2 separate regions of the Zea mays genome follow, and region 1 is linked to region 2. Evidence: chromatin contacts called from public Hi-C data. All regions are on one chromosome and are shown on one strand. The core of a region is the stretch at or near the end of the contact, and the rest is flanking DNA. Distances in the headings are between cores, read along the strand shown.

Region 1 (6,538 bases), core at 3,687-6,186, 310 kb after region 2:
ATTTGCTTGCGTTTAACCTGCGCCATTCCAAATTCGGTTCTATAATGCTTCGGGTCAAACCATGTACAGTCAAAAAACACCACCCTCAGATCCTTGTTCCCTACAAATTGGCACTCGAGTATATTGTTTATGATTCCGTAATACTCGGATTCGTGCCTTTCCATATCTTCAGCCCGGATTACGACTCCGTTATTTTTCGTAGCTGCTAAAGGACGGGAAGCTTCAAATTTGGTTGTACGGAAGCGAAACCCGTTTACGTCGTAACGGCCATAACTCTTCACTATCACACTACCAATAGAAAGCTGACGCAGGTCCTTATGGACACTACGCCGACGTGCGGGAGAATCAATGCCCTCATGTGAAGGAGATCCCACAGGACACATTTGTGAGTCATCCGGTACATTCCCGAACTGACAGTCAATAAATGAAAAAGTGTTACAATTGTCATACCTATACACGATGTATGAGGACAAAGAATACAAGGCTTACATGGTCTCGGATCCAGGAGATAAAATTAGGTCCCCCGTGCAATCCATTTAGACGCAAGTTGTCTAGCTGTTTCGCTGTTGGTTGACGGTTACGAGAAGACCTCCAGTTTTCTTTATCGAACTCGCTAAAAAAGAACGAGAGTAAGAAAACATTGTGTTTCCTAAACATTGAATATACAATTCCTTTAAGCCTAGTAAACTATTACCTGAAGAATTTCTCAGCCTCTTCTATATTTGACCACATGTAGAGCAAAGCAGATTTCCGTTCGTTCTCACTGAATTCATATGCCACTGGTGGACCAACAGCCTTGCCGTTCCATTGAAATATGCTAATGTGACTGCACGGATGCACCGTTTCATCTTCATGGTACCTCTTCGTATGGGCAAATACATTGTGGTCTTCAGTCAAGTAACCACTTGTGAGGAAAGCTATCTCCTTAAATTTGAACTCCTCTGCTATACAACCTTCAACCTTTGCCTTGTTACCCACCATTGATTTCAGTTTTTTCAACATTCTTTCTATGGGATACATCCACCTATAACACACTAGCCCACCTACCTTTGCTTCATATGGGAGATGGATAAGAAGATGCTGCATAGGATTGAAGAACGCAGGCGGGAATATTTTCTCCAGCTTGCAAAGAAGCACCGGTGCCGATTCCTCTAGTTTCTGCATCATCTCCTTTAAAATTTCTTTAGCACAAAGCTGCCTGTAGAAATAGCTAAGTTCAGCTATCGCTTTCCACACTTCCTCGTTAATGTAACCACACAACATTACTGGGATCAGCCTTTCCATCATTATATGGTAATCATGACTCTTCAACCCATTGATCTTCATTGTTTTCAAGTTCACAGATCTTCTGAACCCCGCACCATAACCATCGGGAAATTTTAAATCTTTCATCCACTTCATCACTTCTTTTCGTTCATTGGGTCTCAAGGCAAATTCAGCACGAGGCTTGCCTCCATTTTCTCTGAGCATGAGAGTTGGGCGGTTACATATGTTACCTAAGTCCACTCGGGCCTTGAAATTGTCTTTTGTTTTATCTGGGAAATCCATGACGGTGTTAAATAGTGCTTCACACATGTTACGCTCTTGGTGCATTACATCGATGTTGTGCGGGAGCTGCAATGCCCTCATGTAAGGGAGCTCCCAAAGGCCACATTTGTGAGTCCAGTTATGGGTCTTCCCGAAACCTGCAAACCCACCCCCATCCTCATTTCTCACTAGATTACTCAGCTCCTCAGCGATTTCCCACCCGGTGCGACGCTTCGGGGGTTCCTTCGTGACAATGGTGTCCTTCCTGAACTCGTGTGCCTGGAGCCTGAAGGGGTGGTTCAAAGGAAGAAAAGACCTATGACAATCGAAGTAACAGAACTTCCCACCCTTATCGAGCCAGAAACAATCTGTTTCTTTTCCACAAATAGGACAACCTAGCCTTCCACTGACTCTCCACCCAGCAAAGATCCCATACGCTAGATAATCATGTATGGACCACAAATATGCTGCCCGAAGTTTGAATTTTTGCTTCATGAAGCTGTCATACGCCTCCACTCCTTCCCAAAGCTCTTTCAACTCCTCAATCAATGGCTCAAGCATAACATTGAGGTTTACGCCGGGATGATCCTTCCCAGGTATGATGAGAGTTAAGAACATAAACTCATCTTTCATGCAATCTTCAGGTGGAAGGTTGTACGGTATGGCAAAGACAGGCCAACATGAGTAAGACGCTGCGGTCATACTGAAAGGCGTGAAACCATCTGTCGCCAGCCCAATACGAACATTCCTCTCTTCACTAGCAAATTCTATATCGAAGCTGTCCAGGGCCTTCCATGCGTCGCTATCACACGGATGCTGCATTACCCCATCCTTCGGGGGCTTACGATTCTTGCGCCACCTCATGCGGCTCGCAATTCTACTAGCCAAGAACAGACGTTTCAGTCTTGGAGTGAGACGCATCCAGCGAAGCTGCTTATGTGCCCTCTTTGTTGTCACCTTCTCCCCTTCTTCGTTTACCACCTCTATGTACCTCGACAGGCCACATTTCAAGCATTTCTCTAGTTTCGCACGATCGCGCCAATATATCATGCAGTTGGACGGGCATATATCGATCTTCTCATATGGCATTCCCAAAGCCTTTAGCAGCTTCTTTGACCGGTAAATGTCTTTAGGCACCTTATGATCGGCAGGAAGGACATCACTAAACAAGTCCAAAATCGCCTTATAACATTTGGCTGAGCAACCAAACTTTGACTTTATGCTCATTAGACGGGTCACGAACTGGAGGATGGTAACCGTTGTGTGTCCATGCAGAGGCATTTCTAAGTCTTGGAGGAGTTTGAACAACTCTTCAACCTCTTTTGTAGGCGGATCTTCAGGATTGTTGACAAACTCTGCCTGCATATCTTCTAACATATGATCCAATCGATCAACGTTTTCACCGTCATCCACCTCCATCTGTGCTGATACTATACTCCGTGACTCGCCGTGGTTATCCCAAACCTTATAACCTTGAACATACCCATGACTGCAAAGGTGTAGTGCCACAGTTCTCTTGTCATGTGACTGGATGTTCCCACATTTGGTGCATGGGCACCTAATCACAGCGTGGGTTGACTCTCCACGAGCGTTCTCTAAAAACTTTTCTGTCTTCTGAAACCATTCCTTTGTGTGACATCCGCCCTTCTTCCAACCAGCATACATCCACTCACGGTCATCTTCCATGACTAGGATGGCTCAGTTTTGCTGTTGTGTAAACCACCAACCAAAAATTCAGCATATAAGAGCGATGCACGTGGCTTAGGTGATAACCCTACTATAGGAAAGGACATAAACCCACCCGAGAATGGAGGCGGCCGCATGCGACTCGTGACGTGCCCGATGGTCCGAACGAAATTTCGGCAGCATAACCCCGCTGTTCTCCGAACACACGCCTATCATGGTGCGACGGAGAACAACTGGGTTATGCTGCTGAAATCTCGTTCGGACCAACGGACACGTGCACGAATCACATGCGGCCACACCCATTCTCCGGCTGTCCAAATACGTGGACAATCCCGGAACCACGCACATCACAAGTAATCTTGTGTTTGGACCGAATGAAACTATACAATCTATGCATCCATAGATTGTCTAGGTGCATTAGGCCCAAACATATGAATAAATGTGATGCATGTGCATGCTTCCAGAACGGGTGACGCCTAGGGTTAACTACTGGTCTGCGCACTTAACCCTAAAACTCTAGGAAAATAAACAGTGTATCATACTAATCAAACTACCACAACGTAGTTAACTCCCGTCGGCTTAATCAATACAATCAACCAACCGACGGGAATAAACATATTTTCGATATAAATATAAATATATATCGCAATGATATAATTTTAAATGATTTCAATCTTACTGTCTCAGTGGAGGTTGCAGCGGCGTCGGGGGAGGGGACGGGCGGGGGCAGCGGCGTCGGCAAGCCGCGGCGGAGGACGGGACGGGCGCGGCGGGGTCGGCGGCGGCGGCGTAGGCGCTGGCGGCGCTCGGGCGGGGCGGCGCACGGCGGCGGCGGCGCAGGCTCGGGCGGCGCTCGGGCGCACGGCGGCGGCGGCGCAGGCTCGGGCGGCGCTCGGGCGCTCGACGGCGATCGGCGGCGGCGCGGGATGAGTGGCCGGCGATGGAGAACGACCGCGCGATGAATAAAGCCTGGGCGAGTGGCCGGCGCGCGCGTTTTAGCCGGGCCCGCCCTAAACCCCGTCGGCCGTAACGAAGCCGACGGGAGATAATGTAGCTCCCGTCGGCCTCCGGACTAACCGACGGGAGTTATTTTATCTTCCGTCGGCTTCGTTATGGCCGACGGTAGTTAATTAACTCCCGTCGGCAACCCTAAAAACCGACGGAAATTATTATGGCCGACGGGAGTATTCAGTTTTGCTGTTGTGTATGGTGCTCAACAGCAGCCAACAGAGGTAATACATGACAGTGAAACAGTAGAAACTAGCTTTATATAGTACATAATAATGACCAGAGAACATGTTAGGAGTGTTAACTCAATCTGTCAAACACAAGCTGAACTTTTTAAAGGGATAACACAAGTTAAATTGAGGTAACAGTCCAGGAAAGCTTGACAGACGTTTGTTTAGCTTAACGTTTTAAGACTGTATTTAACCGATCGTTCATATGACCATAAAAAATATAAAATACTGTTTTGACACTATTTATATTAAAAATTTAAAATAAAGAATGTAATAGAAGATATGATCTCACGCGCACGCGCTCAACCAAAGCAAGACCCGTGGAGCGCAAGCGCCTGTGTACAGCGGGCTAAAGTCCAGTACAGCGACCCGGAACAACGGGGCAGCACTCACCCGGCCCGGCTATGAGCCCAATACGGGCCCACTTTGTACAGCGAAGCGAGCAAACCCCTTCTTCTCGCCTTTCTGTCGCGCTTCTTCTCGATCTTGTTCGCGGAGAGGGGTGACGTGATTGACGATTTTGACTCGAATCATGGTGTGCATCTCTACCAGATAGAGAGCTGACCTGAGGTGGAGACGCGGATCGTGGCTCCTGGGGTGGAGGTACAAGCGTACAGCTCAATAGGAGATCAAGAGTAAAGAGTGTGGGGAGGGGAAGGACGCGATATCGGGGGAGGATGGTGCTTGTGCTTGCGCTGGGGGATCTGCACATCCCGCACCGGGTGCCCGACCTGCCCGCCAAATTCAAGTCCATGCTCGTGCCCGGCAAGATCCAACACATCATCTGCGCTGGCAACCTCTGCATCAAGGTATCCTTTACCTTCCTCTCTTCGATCGATCTTACAGTCCTCATATGTTCAATTTTGTTGCGCTGGCTAGGTCCTATTGCTGTGTGGATAGTTGCATCACGAGAGAAATCATAATGGTTCTTAGGTCGCTGGGATCAGTAGCTTCGCTGTATGATTCTACTGCAGTCGTTTGTTTGGTTCAGTTGCCCAGCGTGTGTGTGGTTATTTTGGGCTCCAGGATAGCAATATCATCGATCTGGTCTCTATAAGACTATAACCGGATTTCATCTTGTGGTTTTTCGTTTTTGTTGTGGCAAAGTGAACTGATGATCGATGGACCCAATGATCAGTAATCGTACGATCACTACTTTGCATGATCAGTACACCAATGGCACATCTTACTGCTTATAATCATTAGAACTCTTTGCAGTTCTTGTTAAATTGTCAAGGGAAAATTTTCAGCCAGCATCATGCTCGCCATGTCTATGTTTATTATGCATTATGCAAGTGTAATAAGTTGTGGATTAACCTGAATACCATTCATACAGTAGATTGTAAAGTATATTGGCAAGTTGTTCTTAATCACACAATCTTCACAATCTCCAGGAAGCAAAAGTATCATTTCCCGATGGCTAAATTGCTACCTGTTCAATTTTAAGTTCTTGTCATCATATAAGCATGCCAGTTGAGATGTTTGTATTTGGCATAGTTTAATCTTCTCTACTAATATAGTTTATCAGATGTTTGCTCATAAGTCATAAGCCACAAGCCATAGCATAAGTCCCAGATCCTCTGGCTGAGCGTATTTGTGATCTCTAGAGTACAGTGGACTTAGGGTTAGGACTTAGGACCAAGAAGTTGTCATCTATTTGGCATCATTTTATCTTCGAATATTGTAGAAGGTGAAGGTGAAGTCGAAGCTAGGACAGATAGGCTATTATATCTTGGTTTTGCTTACAAAAAGTTTGTACACAAAATGACATATACTTCCCCCAGTCAAATAAACATGATGTTTCTGAAAGGACAATTAGCTTGTTTGCTGCTTGTCCTAAACATAGTGCTTTAGATAGTGCTTGGTTCTGAAGTATGGTGGGACGGAAATTGGTTCCATGTAGGACAGAGTGGCTCTAAAAAGAAAAAAAATTATGTTTAAATGTTCAACCATCTGGCTCCCCAAAATCTCCTGGACAGAGCCGCTCCCTGGCATGGAGCCGCTCCATCCAACTAACTCCGGAACTAAACACTACCTTAGTGACTACAGGGAGTAATTTGGCCTTTTTTATATGTTGTAGGTTAATA
Region 2 (6,671 bases), core at 634-3,133:
GGGACTAATTACTCACTACCGACTCAAGCGACCATTAGGGATTTAAGAGGTGCCCCTCCTGCTAAGGACCAGTAGTAGGCAGTATCCTTTATTTCCGATAACAGTGATGTGCTGACCACCTCCTACAGTCCCTGAAGATAACCACATTCCTTTGCTTCCAAATGCGCCCAGAAACACTTCCCCTAATTATCACCATCCTATTTCTCAAACAGGTCATACCACCTATTTTGGGCTTTTGGTCCATGTTTTCTTCATTGAACCGAACTATTATTTTTTTCTATACTGTACACTGCCATCAGCATCTCTTATCGGCCACCAGCAGCATCTAGTTGGACTAAATTCACGTCTATTTAGTCTCCAGCGAGTAGTGTCCAAGTTTCTCTCTTTTTAGATATGTCTCTAGTACCGTCCTCTCTCTTTACAAATAACAATTCCAAGGTTCAGGTCTTGAGGACACATGGAGATGCATCACCTTAGCAGCTGCCGGGCCAAAACATGTGTTCATGCCGAGCATATTGGAATCAGCAACCGGAGCTGCAGGAAGTCGATGCCAACAGGGGAACCTGTTGCCATCGCAGCCTCGCAGGGGATTCAGTGGAAGATAATGATCATGTAGGATACTTATAGAATTTAGTTTAAAATTATTGGAGTATACATCTCCCCAACCTAAACAGGACCAGATAAATAACATCAATTTAGAAAACGGAGAGCTTTTGTATCTGTGTTTATGATTTTTTGTCAGATCCTTGCTGCTGACGAGGAAAATGTCTTTGTAATCCGAAATTTCTTTGTCTTAATAGCATGACATGCTAAGCATTCAGTTCAATCCTGAAAAGCTAGGAAACCTTGAGAATTTTACAGCATTCCCATTCCCATGTTTATGAACAGAATCCACAACCTTTCTTTTAAGCAAACAAAAAAAAATCCAGATACTTATTGGCTTTATGATGACAACTAAATATATCAAGATTGTAGAAGCCCCCAAACCGCAGACTAGATAGATGGAAATGATACTTTCCGTGATTATCTGCACTCAGTCGCAGATAGTTGCCTATGTATTTACTGCTTTGTAGGGGTGCAGCAAAATAATGAGACCTCAATCCATCAATGAATATTTAAATGTGATGTAATCGAAATTTCCTACCAACGTATATTAAACTCGTATATGAACCTGCGCCTTCCAACAAGAACAGAGGGATATCAGTCAGGAGGACAACGATTACATACTGGTCGGCGCTCACAGGCTAACTACTCAACTAAACTGACAAAATAAAGCTTATCTGTACCCATATCAAGAAACCCTCGCGAACTGCGAATAGCCCTAGAGGCCTAGAGGAAGAACGAAAGAATTCCGCTCCTAGCAAGGCAGCGACAGCTGGAGCTAGCTAATCGTAACAACTAATTACCGCGCTCAAGAAATCGATAGGAAAAAAATCCGCTTACACGAATCGTGCTGTGCTTACTTGAGGAACGCAGAATTTCAGCCCGACGAAGCAATCAACTTGCAAAAAAAAAAGAGAGGAAAATCACAATATAAGACAAGAAGATGAGGAAAAGGCTCATACTTTTACCCCCGCCGAGAGCCTTGTGGACAGACTTATCCTCGCCAAGGAACCAGAACCCCGCAGACCTCGCCGGCGGCGGTGGTGACGCCGTATCCTCGGCGGCAAGCGTCTCCTCCGCGGGTGCAGCCATGGCCGAGCGAGGAATCGAGCTTGTGGGGCGAAAGGGTCGATGAGCAGGAGGCTGCAGGCAGGAGCAGTTCCACACTTTCTTGGTGAGTTGGTGTGCTGCCTTTTTCTTTGGGGCTGGGAGAGCGTTTCCTTTCTCTTGCTACTACCCGCCTCCTGCAGTCGTGGTTTGGCCGGTGTGTGGTTTTCCTTTCTCTGACATGAGAGGAACCTTCTGAAATTTGACGGGAAATGATATGAGAATTCTTCTCCGAGAATTGAATGAAACTTTTTTTGTGTGTATAATACATCCTCGTAGCTGTCCGTATGATCATGGTATTGCTGAATGTTTCGTTGAATATATAATAAATGGATCTGCTGAGGGTCGGCAGCGCCAGCGCCAGGGCGCACCAAGATAAGAAACGTGGCCATGGCACTGGTGCCTTTCCTGTCCGCGGCAGCATGTCATGGTTTGGTTTGGTGTGTTGTTTCGCGAACACGTACTATCGCTACTCGTCCAAACCAACAAAATTTATTCGCTGGCTTTGGATGATTCATACTTCTCTCTATATACTTCGTCTCGATGGTGCCTGACTCATCTCGTTGATGGCGTCTGACGACGCGGACACCGAGAATATTAAAGTCCAATGCACTATTATAACTAATAGTTAGCTACTAAAATTATTCAGAGATATTAAAGTGCAATATATTAGAGCTAATAGTTAGCTGCTAAGATTACCCAGAGATATTCAAACAACTTAACTAATAGTTTAGCTATTAGCTACTTTTAATTAGAGATATCAAAACACATCTAACTAATAGTCCAACTAACTATTATACACCCTCAACTATTTATTAGTTATAAGTTGTTTCAACCTAACTAAAATTAGCTAATAGTTAGCTAGTTAGTTATCTAATTTTACTAGTAATTTTTTGGTCAGTTAACTATTATCTCTAGTGTATTTAGGACCTAAGCCTGCTCGGTAATGATGATGATAGCTATGGGTAGCAGGCTAGTAGCCGCCACAAGTCACTCATCGATACTACAGCCATGACTTTATGGTTGCAACAACAGATATCGCTACGGCGAGCATGTCAAGCTATCTCCAGCATCCTTCCTATGATATCCTTATTACACCTCTATTTCAAACTCCACTCTATAAACAATACAGTCTATAGTGTAAACCAGTATTTTGCACACCCATATGCACGCTCTGCTGAGCTCAGCATCACTTGAGCAAAATAAGGGGGTTCCAACGCCGGTCTGACTCAGTTGTTCGCAACTATGTGTAACAAGCGCGATCAATCAACTAGGCTATCGATCTAGTCATATCGAACGATATAGGTCATGGTAGAGCCAGGTCGGCCGGTACCGACCAACAATTTAGGGTGGACACTACTATTGATCAGGTGGGATCGATAGTGGTTGTCGATTGTTGTGGTGCTACCTGATTGGTCAACAATATTCCATCCATTTGAATTTGAAAAAAAAACTCTTAATGAAAATCTAAAAACATCTTGAATGCACACTATACATAGAGGGAGTACTTGGATTCATTCTCACACACTCATCTTCAGTTCACAAGCTCTCTTCTTCATTCTTAGCTTTTTCACTCCCCATTTTGATTCAGTAGCTTCCTAATCTTTGTTTCGATATGGATCCCAGATGGAGTCCCAACTTTGATTTGTTCACGGACTTCCTCAACGAGCAATCTTCGCAACGTCCTGAGACCCCTACTGGTGTGGAGCAAGTGTTCTTCAACGATCTTTCTCCCATCTATCATCAGCGAGAAGACGTTCTTGATCATCCATGTTCTCTTATTCCTTAGCCTCTCTTTCCTTTTTATGTATCCTTATCCTCCATATCCATATCGACCAAGTGTTGATGCTCATCCTCCTACCGAGCCTCAAACGACCGATGCTCCTCCTAATTAACACTGATGAAGCCTCTTCCACTGAAGCTCCTCCACCACAACCTTTCACTTATTCGTATCCTTTTTTGTACCCACTCAGATACCCATACGGCCATCTTTCTTATGCATTTTATGGTGTTCCTTGTTCATATACTCCTCCGTATGGTGCTCTTTCTATGTCCCCTCCTCTCTATGGTGCTCCTCTCACATATGGTGTTTGTGATCTTTTTCGTCCTTCCTTAGCCACGGTAGTGCCACCCAGTGGTGGAGGACAAAAGAAAAGAAAGGTATGGCTAGCTAGTAGGAAAAAAGTGACAATGTTGCACCAACAAGAATCGAACACACAATCTATTGTTACAATCATTAGGTCTTAACCATCGTACGACAACATATTAAATGTTTATAATGGAAGATATATATGTTTTAAAAGTTTAGGTATGGCTGGTGCCATACTCAACCATAACGAGTCCTCCGCCATTGGTGCCACCAAATAGCCACAACGATGTGGCTCCCAAACAATACACATAATCTAGGACATCGCAGCTCCAATGCTGATGGGACTAGAGTAGACTAAGATTGAGGATGAAAGACTTATAAGTGCATGCATACCTTTATGAGTTTAACACTTGTTAAGTCGAGAACAATTTATGAGTTCATAAATTTATAGGTGCATACATGGTTAATGCACTCCATTGACCTTGTTGAGGGCAATGGAAAAAAAGGATTGACCTTTTGGGACAAATATCGGCCACGTACAACTCCACCACCGAAACTCCTCATCGTTGAACAGTAAGCAGTTCAAGGATCGATGGTCCACGACCAATCAAAAGGTTTCCCTCTTCAACAACATCTATAATCTCTTATCCATGATCCGGTTGAGTGGGTCAGATGATGTTATGTTGCTCGAAGAAACAAAGGAGACCTTTCACGACATGCCCGACAAAATTGAACTTAATTTGGGGCTCATGTGGTGTACTCTTTGTCATCAACCCAAGTGGTGTGCGCGACATGGTGAATCCAGCTCTCGCAATGCGAGCAAACGATCTCGCGTCAATGTGGAGGGCGATTATAGCCTTGCATCGCCCAAGAGTGTCAAATTGCATGCTCTATTGGCCACAATAAGGCACGAGCGCAACACAATAGTAAGGGACTAGCAATGAGTAGCATAAAGTCCTCTATCCAGAAGAAGATCACAGTGAAGCATCTATCAAGGCTAGCGATAAGATAAATCAATCAAATTTGTACCCCCTTCGTATTGAAATAGAAGTCGTTCTAGAGAGGTAGCTAGAGATTGGCAAAGCAAGACATTTTGGATGCTAGTACTTCATTTAGACAGCTTTGCCCCCTCCAACTCTTTGTTTTCTGTGCAGCGTGCTACAAAAATACATATGTTGAGCAGAGAGGGAGTCAATCATGGGACCTATTGTCCATAGTGCATTGAACCACTTATGACAACCAATCAAGACACATGGTTTTTGTGCCCATAATATAGTCGCAAAGCTATTTAATATGGGCAAACATGACAAATGCCACCCTAATTAACCACTCCTTGGTATGCATAATCATGTCCTAAATGACTTCTATTCAAATATGGTGGGAGTACAAAAAATTAACTAAGTTGATGGATCATTTCACATCCAACATGGATGAAAGTTGCCTAGAGGGGGTGAATAGGCAAGCAAAAGTTTTCCAACAAAAACTAGAAACGAACTGGGTAAAATCGGTTCAACCGCACTACACGAGTTCAACTAAAGAATGAGATATAAAACTCAATTGATCTCATAAATCACCCAGTTAACTTGGGAAATGAGATGTTCTAGATGATCCACAGGGTTCACAGTAGCAGATCTGAGAAGGGCACTTCTCAAAATCCACACACCAAAAAGATAAAAGCAATTCTTCCATGGAATGCTGAGAGAACAAAGAACACAAACAAACACAGTGAGCAAGAACACAAGAGACACATGCCCACAAAGAGCCATGTCTCTTTCAACCCTAATCCTCCATTCGCCGACCACAAAGGTCAAGCTCCCACACTAATCTTTGCTCACACGAGCGAGTAATATAAACTTTCTTATGGTCTTCCACAAGATTTGGACTCACCAGCGACACCTAGTCATCTAGGAGCTAGAAGCTCCAAGAGTAATGAATTCACAAAGAACTCGATGTAGTACCAAAGCTCGAATCAAGAAGAACAAGAAGGATTTAGAGATGAAGCACAAAAACTACAGATCTCAATCTAACTCAAAGATTTATCTCCAAAGATTTGAAATGAGAGACACTAGAGATGTGTGTGAGAGAGTGGAGAGTGTTTCTCAGGTTAGAAATGGAGTTCAAGGTGTGCTCTTATGTGGAGGAGAGAGGTAGGAGTGAGTATATATAAGCGGGGCTCCAAAACTAATCGTTTGGGACTTTCTGTGCAAAAAGCGGTTGAGCTGCCCCTTAGGGCCGGTTCAACCGACTGTCCTATAGTCTACTAGTCAGACTAGCAGATAGAGGTCAGAACAGCTAGTCAGACCCTAACACTGGTTCAACCTCCCTCAGGGCCGGTTCAATCGGTTTTGACCAGAGAGGTCCAGGGTAAAACCCCGTTCGAACCTGCCCTGGACCCCAGTTGAACCTCTATCACACAGAGAACCTAACAGAAAGGACTGACAGATAGACTACGCAGCAGACTGACAACCTAGACAGACCCCAGTTGAACTGGTCTTAGACCCCAGTTGAACCTCTTTTCAGCAGAGCCAAACTAGGAAGCTCAACTGGTCTACCTCGGTTGAACCTGCCTGAGACCCCGGTTGAACCTCTTTTTTCTAGAGAGCATTTTGGCCAAGCTGAACTCAAAAAGGTTGAACTACAAACTTCACCTAAGGATTAACAAAGGTAAAATAGAAGTTTGAATCAAGGATTTTGAGCTTTAGTACCGACACTGTTGGGGGCCTTCGGCTTCCGAAGGTCCTCAAAAACTTGATTTAACAATGTTTCTGGAGTATAATACATGAGCAGGTACCTTCAAACTTGAACCTTTCGGACTTGAGTCAAAATGACAGTGTGAAGAAGCACAAGGGATACGAAGGATGGAACGAAGCCG

What was found. Hi-C and Micro-C count contacts between places; a contact is called where the count stands out from the background.
Region 1: a Hi-C map of ear shows a contact between it and region 2, with 2.4 times the contacts expected there. The contact joins the promoter of LOC100192764 here to the promoter of LOC100191702 in region 2. A contact is called at or near these places in 2 of 25 Hi-C or Micro-C datasets (ear and tassel).

The regions. Positions count from the first base shown.
Region 1 is chr5:140,905,364-140,911,901 of Zm-B73-REFERENCE-NAM-5.0, forward strand. LOC100192764 reads left to right here and starts at 4,937. Exons shown (of 3, transcript NM_001137960.2): 1 at 4,937-5,260. The coding sequence starts at 5,129.
Region 2 is chr5:140,596,859-140,603,529 of Zm-B73-REFERENCE-NAM-5.0, forward strand. LOC100191702 reads right to left here and starts at 1,884. Exons shown (of 5, transcript NM_001137131.1): 1 at 1,566-1,884. The coding sequence starts at 1,695.